Linked DNA regions of Podarcis muralis: region 1 is linked to region 2. A link is a contact called in public Hi-C data. All regions are on one chromosome and are shown on one strand. Each heading gives the region's core, a stretch centred on a gene start, on an enhancer-like site or on the middle of the called end of the contact. The rest is flanking DNA. Distances are from core to core; before and after follow the strand shown. Region 1 holds the start of OSR2 (odd-skipped related transciption factor 2). Region 2 holds the start of RGS22 (regulator of G protein signaling 22).

The links. Hi-C and Micro-C count contacts between places; a contact is called where the count stands out from the background.
Region 1: a Hi-C map of tail shows a contact between it and region 2, with 3 times the contacts expected there. The contact joins the promoter of OSR2 here to the promoter of RGS22 in region 2. A contact is called at or near these places in 2 of 3 Hi-C or Micro-C datasets (blood and tail).

What each region holds. Positions count from the first base shown.
Region 1 is chr8:23,916,521-23,919,220 of rPodMur119.hap1.1, forward strand. It overlaps OSR2 (odd-skipped related transciption factor 2), which reads right to left and starts at 1,399. Exons shown (of 4, transcript XM_028736409.2): 1 at 912-1,399.
Region 2 is chr8:23,405,295-23,407,994 of rPodMur119.hap1.1, forward strand. It overlaps RGS22 (regulator of G protein signaling 22), which reads left to right and starts at 1,415. Exons shown (of 28, transcript XM_028736399.2): 1 at 1,415-1,980. The coding sequence starts at 1,956. LOC144328676 (a long non-coding RNA gene) reads right to left here. Exons shown (of 3, transcript XR_013393873.1): 2 at 1,955-2,089.

The DNA of each region.
Region 1 (2,700 bases), core at 149-2,648, 510 kb after region 2:
GTGTCTGCAGAAACAAGTCTTCCCGGCGTGATCTTTGGCTGGCTCTGCCTTGCTTTTTCAAGGGCTTCCGACGGCTAAGGACTTGAAAGGAGCTTTTGCTTGGATGTCAGAGGGAAATAAATAGCCGCTCTTGGTGGGAGAAGGCTAAGAGCCCGCCGAGGGTCTCAGCTATCAGGTAGGCAAACGCCGGCTGAAGTTGGGGGAAACTATCCCTGCCAGATCCCACGGATTTGTATTTGCTTATCCTCGCCAAAACCAAGACCTCCGTCCCGCTCCGGCGTTCCCAAAGGCTATCTCGAACAAATCAAGAGGAGGGAAGGAAATCTTTCGCCCAAGATTTGTTGAACGAGCAATGCTTTCCTGGAAGCCTTTGGAGTGCGAACTTTCTAAGGAGGGGGGGCGGGTCTGGAGGCCCTTCCACTTGCCCGGAGCTTTATGGAGCGCGCAGAACACAGCCGGCTCTGTGCACCGAGAGACAGGTCTGCCCCTGTTCTGGTGTGAGCCGCCGGGATTCAAATCGAAAGTAAAGGCGAGGAGCTGCTCGCTCCTCCTCGGCGGGAGACCGAGCTGGCTGACAAAGCCCTCTGCGGCCAGCCCGAGCTCTACACGCGCGCTTACTCGGAAGGAAGTCTCCCTGAGCTCAGCGAGCCTTACTCCCACGTAAAACGCGCAAAGGATCCTAACAGTCACATTACTAAGGGCAAGAAGGTTCTGGTTGTTGTGGAAGCCCGTTCCTGGACGGTTCCGAGGGCAATTCTCCGGGTTGGGGTTCCCTGCGGAGCTTAGAATCGGGTCCTCCCCCTGTTCTGCCCCGCTAAAGCCCCTTCCTGCCCAGATCCCTCACTTCCCACCCGCAGGTGCCCCGTTCCCAAGCAGAGCGACCATTCCGGAGCTGTCACTCTACTACCTACCTCCCACTTGCCAATTTCTTCCGACGGGGCCTCCGCCTCGTCCCCGGACCCACGTCCTCCCGGCGCTCCTCAGGCCAGCAAGTGCCTTGGCGGCGTCATTAGATCCACTCGGGAGAGGAGCTCGCTCAGTGGAGCCGTCGAGTCCCGGGGGCTCCGGGCATGTTCCGAGGGGCGGCTTCCGAGGAGTCAGAGGGGCGGCTCCAGGAGGCCTCCGGCCCGGGCTTTCAGGCTCCTCCGGCGGCTGGGAGGCGGCGAGTCAAGTGCCGGCATAGAGCTTCCCCGGGAGCCCCGTCCTGCCTTCGGCTCCGGCGGAGCTCGGCGCGAGTCTGGACCTCCCCCTCGCGGGTCCATCGCATTTCAGCGCTCGCCGCGGCGCGGGCTCTGCCCCCGCCCGCAGTCCCTCCCCGAGCCCCAGCAATTCGAACGCTCGCCGCCCCAGCGTTCGAAGCCACGCCCCGCTCCGAACGCCCGAGAGGTTGCGAACGTTCCGAGGGCCGCCCCTCGAAGCCCCGCCTCCCTGTTCCACCACCACTGTTTACTTCTGTTTGGATAGCAACTTGGCTTTAAAGGGGCAGAGCTCCTTTCTCTCTCCCCCTACACACTTTCCCTCCCCACCCCCAACGTTACCTAAGGTGACTTTTTCCCCTTTGAGAAAACACGATCAGTGCATAAATCAAGATCTTCCTTCCTTAATGCTTCTGGCTACTCCAACTGCAGAAACTTCGGTAGCTGTCTCTCAGGCTAAGCCCTGTTGAACGTGTCCAACACACCGTTTCCATGGACTAAATATGCTGGCTATATGTTCTCTATACACTCCGAGTAATACCTTCAGACCATTAACGGTTTTTTCCTGCTTCGTGTGAAGCAGATCAATGTGAACGCGATAGTTTAGAAGGCTTCCTTGAATTATCTCTAATCCTCTATTTTCCCTCCCCTCTTTTCTCCCCCCCCCAATTCCTTTGCCTCTTCTTTATTTAATTTGTTAGACTGTAAGGTTCCCGAGAGAATCGTGTTTTTAAAACAAAATTATAGGGCGCCACTTTGTCATAGCCATTTCAAAGTATTAGTGTCATCATCATCATCTCCCAGCTGAAGAAATCCTCTCTCAAAACCTGGCTTTCGTGAGCAAACGATTTTCTTCTACCCGAAACAGGTGAATCCCAAGGAACCGCCAACATTACCCGGGCGAAATAAATAAAAATATCTGGCATCTAGGAAAATCTTGAAAGGTAGTTTTTAAACTTCCCGAGTGACTATAATTCGGAAATGCTTTTCCTCTGTTAGATGAGAAAGTTTCCCCCAAATATATATACATAAAAATATATTTTATATACATTTAATTGTTGGAAGCATATGCATGCAGATTATAGGGACCTCGGGGGCTTTTGCTACCACTTTTCCTCCTTTTCAGTTTAAGAGGGATTTTTTATGTTGTTGTTGTTTTTACTTATCCCAAGTGACCAATCACAGGTTGTTTAACTTGAGCCCCTGGATAAATAGAAACACATTACTGTTCGTGGTTAAGTTGCGGTCGGGCTCCTTTTTCCCTGCATGCAAGCGGCGTTTTAGACGAATATTTGTTAACTACTCATTAATGGCACGGAGCGCAGCGCGGAGGGCTGATTATGCCCCCCAGACGGAACCGTGCAGGACCGGCTCCCTGAAACATAAAACAATCCACATGGCGAAATGACGTTAAAAGGCACACACACACACACACACCCCGCATCACCCTCCACCTCTCGGGACTTTGAGCAAGATCGCGCTGCTTAAGAGCTAGAGGAGAGAG
Region 2 (2,700 bases), core at 165-2,664:
TGTTGGAGCGCGACTTCTGTTCTCATCCTGAAGCAAAGTTCTTAGCCCGAGGTAATATTTCTGGGTTAGCGGAGTCTGTAACCTGAACCGTATGTAACCTGAAGTGTATGTAACCCAAGGTACCACTGTAGTTGTCTGGTTGTTTGAATATGAAGCTGGGATTTGAGGCATTTAGAGGCTCAGTACTGTTCACTTATGTTGATGAATTTCATCATGATCCCCCACAGGTATGGAAGAAGGGTGGACAAGAAGGATGCCAGACTGGATGAAGGGCTTATTTTTTCCTCTGAGAGAGCAAGCCCCCTTGAATGGAGTTGGGCTACTTCTGAACAAACATGAAAGGATTGCACTGTCAGCCTCTACTAACAATAAAATAAAATCTGATTTTATTGTTTACTACCAAAGTGTTAACATGCACAAATCCACGGGGATCTTGGACATTCAATTTCTGTTTTATATGGAGAAATAAATATAAATTACAGGCTATTATGGCCACTATGAAAATTAACTTGAAGCAAATCTACTATTCTCGGCGCAAAGGAGACTGCATGAATTAAGAAAATAAATGGCAGACAGCCAGCCCATGAGCAGAGATAGGAATAAGGGCATAATCAGGAGAAGGGATTCAGAATTAATACTTTAGTGAGACAGTGGAACCCTTTGATACGACTTACGATTCACCTCTCACTTTTCCATAGCCCAAAGTAAGTTTCCGCAGGATTAAACTATCAGCTTTTAAAATCATCCGTATTTTCACATATCTCTAAAGGGGGCGGGGAGCCTGGAAATCCTTCAAATTAACTCTCAAAGTTGATGACATGTAGAGAAATTAATTCTGATTACAAATGTCATCAGCACCATTTCTTTTGCAGAAATATTTTGAATCTCAGCTGTTCTAGGCTGAATTGTTGGAGGTATTTATACTGAATCAGTCAATCCGGGGCAACTAAAGGCCATATACCCTTTTTGCATTCAAATTTTGCCGTGCCTCTTCAAGTTATGGAGAAAACCTTTTGCCCCTGTTGAGCCCTAAACCTGCTGGAATCTGCACCAGGATAGTTAAGAAAAGCCTGTTCAAAGAGCAATTCCTCCATGGAAATGGAATGTACGTGCCCCTGCCAGACTGGTCGACGTTATTTTGAAGCCGAGGGGGGGTCATGCCAAAGAGTTGTTTGCTTAAAGGAGAGAGGGGGGAGGCTTGCCAGGAAGGGCAGATAAGAATTCTACACAGCACAATCGTCACCAAGGCAGCATTACGCGTTGTTAAATGCATCACAATATCGGCGAACCAACCCCCTCCTCTTGCAGGTGATGGGAGCTGCAAGCAGCGTGGGCAACACCTGAAGGATCCTATCACCAACGCAAATCTTTGCAGCAGTCTAAACGCAGCGGGCTTTTTGGGGGGGGCGGGGGGGAGAGAGGGAGAGACTATCAAGCTATTTCCTAACGGGCTAGGACTGGAGAGGGCGCTGTCGTTTGCAGACCCGGCAGGGCGGCCCTGCGCCCCCTCGAGGCTGAAAGTGAAGGCAAGGCGTATTGGAAAGAACCGGTCGCCTGTCCACCGACGGGGAGATTTTCTCCCCCAGGTTAAACCACTTGTGTGCTCGTTGCTTCCGCGCGCCTCGCTTTATCCGGCTGGCTAGCCAAGCCGAGAGAAAGCCTTCGCCCCCAAGAAGACAAATGTTTGTTCATGGAGTCAAGGAGCCTTGTTTCCCCTGTGCACGGTCTGCAGCAGCTCCATAGCAACCCAGCTCGGCTGTGATAGCGCGCAATAACTAGGACAAGTTGTAAACGCCGAGCAATTCGTGCGTGCCCAGGCTTAGGCCCGCTGCAGTCTCTTTGCCCCGGGCCCAGCTGAAGTTATTTCCCCGGGCTCCCCTGAGGACCATGAGGCTTTAGCTCAGGCGCTTAGGCGGGATCACGAGCTATACAGAGGCAGTGCGCCCATCCTCACCATGCGGGAGAAGAAGCTCACCACGGGTATGTACTGCGGGCGGAGAGCATAGCAGACAGTGAAGAGGATCGGATGTGCTCCGCTTTCATCCCGTCACAGTTCATGTTTCAGTGGGAGGGAGAGGGATGATGAACGCTGGAAGGAAAATACATTGTCAGCCAGCCAAGCCCCAGAGCCCTAAAGGGCACGTTCACAAGTGATGCTCAGAAGCGCTTTTTAGATTGGAATGCATCACGTGTGAACATGCAGGCTCAAGTGGAAAGAGCAATCTGCTCTCATGTTCCAAAAGCTCATACAAACGACAGAGGACTTGGTTGTATGTATTGTCCAATTAGTGTGTTTATGGACTCCACACTATTCCACAGGGGAAATACCCTGTTCACTCTTTAACACAGAGCGGTGCGCTGAAATCTACTGAAATCAGTAGATTTTGTGTGTCCCAAATTCTGGGATTGTTGTACACAAATTTGGTAACATAGGCCTATCTTCTTTTTATAAAGGTGCACAGTCATATATTTATTTACAAGTGCTAGCGTGTGTAGCCTTCATTTTCTAATCTACATGGTAAACTGAGTTGTACAGATAGTGACTTATTGCACAGGGTCAGATACTGAGGCTGTGCAAGGAAAAGTCTAGTTACTAAGGCCCTACAGGTGTTGTTCTACCCACTCTCATCAGTCTCAGTTGTCATGGCCAATGCTCAGGGATGTTGTAAGTTGTGGCCCATAGGTTAGCTGCACTTGTGA